2 separate regions of the Cricetulus griseus genome follow, and region 1 is linked to region 2. Evidence: chromatin contacts called from public Hi-C data. All regions are on one chromosome and are shown on one strand. Each heading gives the region's core, a stretch centred on a gene start, on an enhancer-like site or on the middle of the called end of the contact. The rest is flanking DNA. Distances are from core to core; before and after follow the strand shown. Region 1 overlaps Tmeff2 (tomoregulin-2). Region 2 has its middle 120 kb from the start of Nabp1.

Evidence for each region. A called contact is a pair of places that touch in the nucleus more often than the background predicts.
Region 1: a contact with region 2 is called in a Hi-C map of the CHO-K1 cell line, with 7 times the contacts expected there. The contact joins two enhancer-like sites. A contact is called at or near these places in 3 of 8 Hi-C or Micro-C datasets (the CHO-K1 cell line and fibroblasts).

The regions. Positions count from the first base shown.
Region 1 is chr2:404,884,450-404,888,733 of CriGri-PICRH-1.0, forward strand. The region is part of intron 4 of Tmeff2 (tomoregulin-2); the gene reads right to left. Among named protein-coding and RNA genes, the nearest start is that of Tmeff2, 25 kb to the right of the region's middle. Within about 2 kb of position 1,347, at least 2 of the 6 cell types and tissues checked have open chromatin away from gene starts, as enhancers often do. A contact at or near this core is called in the CHO-K1 cell line and fibroblasts, where this site is marked.
Region 2 is chr2:404,250,482-404,254,798 of CriGri-PICRH-1.0, forward strand. No RefSeq gene overlaps it. Among named protein-coding and RNA genes, the nearest start is that of Nabp1, 120 kb to the right of the region's middle. Within about 2 kb of position 2,425, at least 2 of the 6 cell types and tissues checked have open chromatin away from gene starts, as enhancers often do. A contact at or near this core is called in the CHO-K1 cell line and fibroblasts, where this site is marked.

The sequences.
Region 1 (4,284 bases), core at 97-2,596, 630 kb after region 2:
TACTCACCACAGATTCAATGCCAAAGTAAATGAAAGCATCAAGTTGATACTAAATTTTTGGCCAAAACCATTTGGTATTTTAATAAGTAATTTGGCTATGTAATAAAGTGTTCACATAGGGTAAAATCATCTCAATTACCTCCAAACTAACTAACTAGAGTCCTAGAAAAACTTCTTTTATTTTTCCTCCACACACCACTTGTAGGAAACTGAAGTGGATCACAGGTTAACAAGTCCACATCATGGTATCAGGCTCTGTGAAGAGCCAGTATTTTGGCCTTTGTTCTTCAAGTTCAAAGAAACCTCTTAAAAAGGTCCCTGGAAGTCTGGTAAGATACCTATCCCTTGATAAGAGTCCATGGAAATCCCAGATACCCCCTTAATCCGCAACTTATTTTGGAATATGAGTGAAATTTAGTCAAATACTTAAGAATTTGTAAAAGAGGAAGGAGCGCATCAATGAGACATAGAATGAAATCAATTGATTCTGTTTCCCATCAATGAAAAGGAACACACTGATGAGCCAAGCCTAAAGTGAAAAAGATGAGTGTTGAGGTTGGAGAGGCAGAAACTGGACTGATGTTGAGGTCATTGCATAACCTAAAAGGATGATTGAGTTTTAGTCTAAAGAGGATGGACAGTCATTTCTGAGTCTTATGTAAGAGAATAATATACTTAGGTGAGTATTTTCTACACATATTCTGAGTGTGCTGGAAGAAATGTTTTGGGATAGTATGTCTGGTAGCAGACACTCAGTTGAAGAAGCTCTTTCCAGTGTTGCAGACAAGAGATGCCTGACAAAGGTCTATGGCAGGAGAATGGTGGAGGGTCTGGAGACATGTCACAGATCTGAGAACTCACAACAGAAGATTCACAGTGTGCTAATATATAACACTGAGCTTGCTGTATATATCTGCCACCATCCTATTTCAAACTAGATCCTGGCATAAGGGACCACTCTTAATGAAAGGCCAGGGGGAGGGGGTTCTGGAATTGATGCCTGGATGTGGCTGGGCAGACTTGCCTTAAAAGGAGTGTGAGCATGAGCTTCTAGGATATAAGTATTTAATGTCATCCCCTTATTTAAGATGTTGTAAAATAACTCTACTAGTGATTCTTTTTCTTTAACTGCCAGCTGTGTTTCTGTTTAATTATATTTAAAAATAAAACCTACTTTCAAAGACAACCCCATGCAAACAGTGATAGTTGTCTTTTGAGTAACTGAACAAAATCCTTGAACATTGTAAAACGCTGCAGCTCTTGAGGATTAGGCCACATACTACACTGCAAATAGTCAGAACTGGGGTGTTTTACAGTCAAATGTGCTGAAGGACTGGTTTTGCTTTGTGAGTCAGTCTTTGAAGAGGACAGTCATTGTCTGGGAATGGAAGCTCACTCATTCTCAGTGTTCACATGACCAGGTAAAATCTCCCAGCAGAGCCAGAACCAATTCAGCCCACAGATCACCATTTTGTGGAGATATAGAAGTGACTGGCCCTTCTAACTGATAGTGCTGACCAGAGATCTTGTCTGCCACCTTCACCAAAAGAAGAAAATGGTAAAACAGCACCACAATTAGTCATGTTCTAAAATATGAGTAAAAGTAAAAAATTTTTAAAAAAAAAGAAAAAAGAGAGAAAAGTTGCATTCTAAACAATGTGATTTAGTTAGGCAGGAATGGGCCTGGTTGAAATAAATGGTCTACAGAACACTTTCTTAGAGTATAGAGACAATATTATACAAATACGTAGCTAACTATTCTTTTATTCTTCTCCAGGAGAAACCAGCAGCATATCCACAGTGACAAGGTTTGGGTTTTTATTTGTTTCCAGAACCAGTCCACTGAGGAGCACTGATATAATTCTTTAGGCTTCGCTTGTTGAAGGATGCTAACATCATTTGAATACATTGTTTTCTGTTTAATCCTGGGTTTCTTTTAGACTCCCTCAGCTATAGCAAGTATGTAATTTGCCAGAGAAAATGAAATTGTTCTGTGTTAAGTACACATTGGAAATCATATGGTACAATATGTACATACATTTAGTACACTGAAGAAAAGTTACATTTTCCAATCCAAATGTGAAACCAAGTCAATGCAATTGGCCATGCACTGCAGCATTCAGGGACATCCCTTTGCTTAAAGGGTGTCTGGAAATAAGAGAATTTTCTGCTTGTTTAAAACTATCAAGTCTGAAAAAACTGAATCTTAAATAAAACCACCAATAAAAAAAAACATTTGATGACAGCAAAATCTAGTGGGCTTTAGTCACTAAAGACAGTATTCATCAGAAGAGTAGCAGATGAGTATTCTAGGACAGACACAGAGTCCTCCAGAGTCTGAAGAACCACAACCAGACCACAGGATATGTGTGTGTGGGGGGGGGACACAAAAGCCAGACAACAGTGGTGGAATTAGAACTGTGAGCAAAATGGTGCTAGTAACCAGGCTTCTGGGTCCTTTTCAAGAGTATCAAGCACTCTTAACTGTTGAGCCATCTCTCCAGACCTTATATTTATCATTTAATTGCACTCGTCTTTCCACCTCCTGCATAACCTCAACACAGTGTATTAATGCCTGGAGAATGGAGCTAATTGCCCTTTCAACCATCAGTCCATTCTAGAGCCTCAACTTCTGTAAGATGAACTTCTTTTGGACTGTATGTTGTCAACCAAATAGCTTCTTCTCATGTTAGTCATCTACTGACGGCCTTGACTCTAGAATATTCCAGACACTGAATGTCCTTGTACACCTTTCCATTGCTTATCAACAAACTTTGCTACTCCAGTCTTTTATGCCGCCTCAGGCCTTCTTAATTATCCAAGAAATGAGCAATGCCCTCACTTCCATTACCACTGTCCTCCCATCCTGCACAGCAATCATGAACTGTTGTATTCGTCCTTGTATATTTGCTTACTATTTTTTGTTTTTTCACATTAAATAAGTTCCAAATGGGTAGGAATTTTGGGTTTTATTTGTTTCCCACCAGATTAGTAATGGATATTGTTATATCACATCCAAACCTTTCCTCCTTTTCCTTGGTAGTGTTATACTCGGACAGCTCACAGCTAAGTCCCTTTTTCTGCTAGATATGTTGTCAAAGAAAACCAACTGGTATAACTTATTCTACCTTTGGTGAGTCCCATGTGAGAGGTGATCAATAGTGGGATACAAAGGCCCATTCACATCTTCCCAACTGAGGACAATTTGCAAAGCCCTCTCATCTCTGGAACTCAGGTTCACTGTGCTCTGGCTTTTATCCACTGCACCAATTCAAAGTCTTTCTCTTCCTATCCTCACTTCTTTCCTTCTTATAAACACTATTATTCTGGGTCATCATTCACTAAACTTCATGCACAGAAATTTTAACCTCAAGGTACCCTACCAATCACAGACGAAGAAATTGGTCTCAGCTCAGAGTGGGATAGCTGGAAAGTGAAAGGTCAGGGTCCAGTCCCCACAGCCTTGAGGTCTTGCAGTTGTGCTATGGACTGCTGTCTTGCCATGTTATGCTCATCTTCATGGCACGGATTTTGTCAAAAATGTAAAAGATAACAAATAGCGTAGAGAGAAAAATTTTAGAAGAAGAATGAGATAGAGAACAAATGGGAATAGAGAATGGATACCAGTCATATGCCTTGAAGTAAGAGTACAACATGGGTAACAGACAGCAACATAAATCCACGTTTTGTGTTCTGCATTGAACAGAACATGTGATTTCAGAGGAAAAGTGATAATGGAAGAGTATAAAAAATTGGATAATAAATTTTCCTAAGAATTTTGGGAGAACTTATAATTCATGTAAACACAGAAAATGAGGTCTTGCATAAGTTATTTCAAGCAACTGCTTTGAGAGGTAGACTAACCCTGGAGTCTACAGTTTCCTTGCTTCTTGAAATTTGAGGACTGGGTTAGTTACCATAGTTACTGTATATGGGGTATGGTTAAGATGGCCATTCTTATCTTCATTCACACATTCAAAGGCTCTTGTTGTGTCTAAATAAATTAATGTTATGATGGTGATCTCTTTAAGCCGTAAAACATTTTCAAGTAATTATGTAAGTATGCTTACCAATTTAGCTAATTCATATTTGGACATTGGTAAGAACTGGAGTACAATTTTCTACCTGCTCTAAAACACTTTGTTTCTAAAAACTTCTTACTCTTTTAGAAATATAGCAATGCTTACAGTCCTAAAGGGAATATTTTCTTTTAATTATATTGACTAGCCCATGTTGATGTCCCTTCCACATTTTAATTTGGTTTTCAGTAGAGGCAATATGCTA
Region 2 (4,317 bases), core at 1,175-3,674:
GTGATGGCTAATCTTCATTATATTTGTAATCCCATAGGAGACACACCCCTAGGCATGTCTGTGAGGGTGTTTCTTAGAGAGGTTTTGTTTTTGTTTTAAGATTTTATTTATTTGGGGCTGGAGAGATGGCTGAGAGGTTAAGAGCACTGGCTGCTCTCCCAGAGGTCCTGAGTTCAATTCCCAGCAACCACATGGTGGCTCACAACCATCCGTTATGAGATCTGGTGCCCTCTTCTGGCGTGCAGGCATACATGGAAGCAGAATGTTGTACACATAATAAATAAAGAAAATTAAAAGAAAAGATTTTATTTATTTATTATGTGTACATACATTCTGCCTCCATGCATGCCTGCACACCAGAAGAGGGCACCAGATCTCATTACGGATGGTTGTGAGCCACCATGTGGTTGCTGGGAATTGAATTCAGGACCTCTGAAAGAGCAGCCAGTATTCTTAACCTCTGAGCCATCTCTCAAGCCCCCTCTAGAGAGGCTTTAAGTGAGGATGGAAGAGGTACTCTATGACTGGGCAGCACCATCCCACGGGCTGGAATCCAGAGCTGAATAAATGGGGGGTGGGGGAGAGTCCTTTAAACAACAGTATTCATCTCTAGCTGCTTCCTGACTCTGTATGCGGTATGACCATGTGCCTCACAGACTTCTGTGAGGACTTCTTTGGCATTCTGCACCCCATACCTTAAATTGCTTCTTGGTAGGCGATTGGTCCCAAGCCTCATTTGCCATGTACTCCAATATGCCCAGTAGAACAGACTGTTGAATGGTCCACACCTGCCACCACATATTTTCTTTGATTTTTGCACTGCTTGGTTGGTTTCCTTGTTTGTTAAATCTCAGGTTTCTTTTTTTAATTGGATTTGCTTTGTGTTTTGATAAAATACATCACTAATAATTTCAAAAAGTGCTGCATAGGAGGGTATTTCCAAAGGATTTTGCGTCTAAATGTTATTCTACCTTGATTGAAATTTCTCAAGGAATAAATTTTTTTCATTTCCCTCTTAAAAAGTTTTAGTAATTTCTTGTTTTTAATTTAGTTATGTCATTGTGTGTATGTTATATTAGTTGCACTGTGTAATTTTTATTTAAATGATTTCAATTTAAATTTAATATAATTATTATAATTAGGTGACATTTTGAACAATCTCTTTCTGTGGTCCAGGCTGGATTTGAACTCACAGCAATCTTCCTGTCCCAGTCTCCTGAGTGCTGGGGTTAAAGGCTAACTCACCACACACCACACACCCATTGGCCAACTTTCTTTCTTGTGAATGGAGTAGCCCACTGCCTTCCCTGTACCTCCACACACATGAGGGAAGCATAGTTCTGCAGTGAGCATGTGGTTCTAGGATTGAGGATACAGCTCCATGGTAGAACACTTGCCTAGCATTTGTAAGACACCAGATTTGATCCCCAGCTCCTACTGCTTTCCCCACTGATGTCTACCTGCATGAATGTGGCTCCTAAGGTTAGACTTCCTGAGTTCAAATTTTATTCCAGCTACTGCCTCAGTAACACTGGCAATGTTTTCTAAATTCCTTGAGTTTAAAGACATACTCCCTTGCTGAAGATGTCCAGCTTTTGAAATGAAGAGTGTATCTTCGCTGTAGGACTGTTGTACAAAATAAAGTGATTTATTGTCTGCTGAGAGCCAAGACACTGCAGGGTCCCTGACAAGCCCCCCTGTGCTGTAGTCATCATTATTACCTGTACATGTTGTATCCTCTAGGGATGTTCATGTCCAAAGAAGGATGTAGTTGTTTAGGGTTTATGGAGGAGAATCTCAGGGAGTATAGGGTCCTTTTCTAAAGTCTTGTTATGGGGGTAGAGAAAATGGATTTAAAATGAAAACAAGTGCTTTTGACATGGCCTAAGTGACTATGAAAATGAAAAGGGGAGCTGGGTAACATCTGAATCCACTCAGGTGTGTGATAGGAAAAGACAGAGGTACCCTAGAGAGGCAGAAACTCGTACCTACCATTAAAAGGATACAAAAAGGAAACCTTAATAGCCAAGAAACACTCCAGAAAAGGAAATTCGACTTTATTATTGTCACATTAGTTTTCTATCAGTGATTTAAATGGATCAGTGCAGTACTTAATTTAAAGAAAGAATTTAGACCAGCACTAAAGTTTCATCTTCAAAATAAGACATTGCTGTATAGCAGTTTTCTTCAAATTAAAATATTCTATCCTTGATGGAGGTGGAAGGCTCATCAATCCCAGAAAGCTAGGGAACCATGCAAGGTCTGGGAAGTAAAGGAAACTTACAAGATTCACAAGCCTTTGTACCCCAAAGTTATATAAGCAATAAGAGCTTTCTAGGGAGAGGAGAGTACCTTTGAGTCATGCAGGGAACTCCAGGAGTAGGGCGTTTGTGAGTCATTGCCCCTGCTGAGGTGGACTTTTTGAGTCATCCACATTTCTGTAAGCAATCTTTTGCTGATATGTAACTCCAATAAGCTCATGGGTTCACTTAGACTTGGGAAGAGTTGTTTCTTTGGTCTGCTGTCAATGCCCTATCTGGACTGAAGACATTTGTTCAGAGCTCCTTAAGAAAATTCACACAACAGGCACAGAGGAGATTACAGGGATCTTCTAAAACACGAGTAGAATCGACACTGCCTTGAATCATTGGTGTTTAAGAGTGAAGAGATGTCCTTAGCTGGCACTAGTCCTTCACACTGGGCCCTAGTTTGTAGGCAGTAAAACCAGGGTTTTGTTTAGTGGGATGTCTGTGCTTTTCCATCATGGAGCTATGAGGTTCTAACTGCAACAAGGCTCTCTCCTTTGCTTGTCAATATGTGAAAATTAAGCAGAGACAGGTATTTGGAGAAAACCCCGGACAATGTCCCTGAAAAGATTTGCTCTTCTATTTCCAGGTTTTAAAGACTAGGTGAAGGAGAGAAAAAGAGTTTCAACACAGACCAAATCTAGCACCTAAAAAAAGGACTTGGAAGGTGGAGAGATGATTTACAGGGGACACAAGTTCAGTTCCCAGTTCTCATGTCAAGAGGCTTCATCTCCAGGGGATATGAGACCACTGGCCTTGGCAGGTATCTATGAGTGCACTCATGCAATTAAAATTAAATAATCTTTTTAAAGCCTTAATACTAAATGCATATTAAGGCACATTCTACAAGGAGGTCTTTGCATGTTGGTGTGATCACATTCAGAATAATTCTATACTTCATTTCTATCTGAGCAGGTAGATTAAAGTTCTTAACATTGGCCTTCATACTTCTCCCAAGAACCAAGACTTAACACCTGTTATTACTTTGTGTTTAAGCAATTACTTTGGGGATTACCCTAAATTCATTGACCATGAGTTTTTATTAAGTTGGCAAATGACTCATAGGCTGGGTATAGTAGACAGGTTTTGAGTAATTCCATTGTAAACAAATATTTAAAAAGTTCTTATTCAGACTGCATTTTCTTTCCAGAGATGAAATGGACTTAATGATATATTGGCCTAGAATCATGAACATTAGGGAGGATGGCTTGTCTTCAATCAGATTCCAGCTTAATTAGCCGGCCTCTGGCACTTTGGCATGCACCCAACAGTTGACCAAAATTCTAGTAGTTAGTTCTGCTTAACATAGTTGCCTCTCCATGTGATGATGGCAGAAAAGTTAGTAGAAAAAACTACTTTTCTCAGGACTGGATAGATGGCTCAGTGGTTAGGAGCACTGACTGCTCTTCGGGAAGACCCGGGTTCAATTCCCAGCACCCACATGGCAGCTTACAACTGTCAGTAACTCCTGTTCCAGGGGATACAACACCCTCATGAAGACATTCACTCATGCAAGCAAAACACCAATGTACATAAAATTAAACAAATAATTAAAAAAACTACTTTCCTCAAGATCACCGCAAGCTAACAAAGACTTCCGAAAGTATGGCACATGAGTTGTTCCTTGAAGTTGAACAGCATTAACTCTTGTTTCCTTGTGATTCAACCAACCAGGAAGCTAAGATAATGCCTTCTCTAGACTCTATCTTTACAATAAAGCAATATCTAAGACTGCCTGTGGTCAGGCTATACAAAGACACACTAGGATCACCCTGACTCGAGCCCATTGTTAAAATGCTGTCTATTTTGTTAGCAATATCCCCAAGCATCACAGCAACAGCATAGTAGTTGTGTGTCCCCAGAGACTAAGCTGTACAAGTGCCACTTCCCTATGGCATCATGCCACTGTCTTCAATCACATTCTCTATTAAATTAAACATTCATAATGAGTTCCAGCGTTGCAAATGGTCTTTGCATATGTAAAACTGTTCCTTGAGAAAATACAACTTCT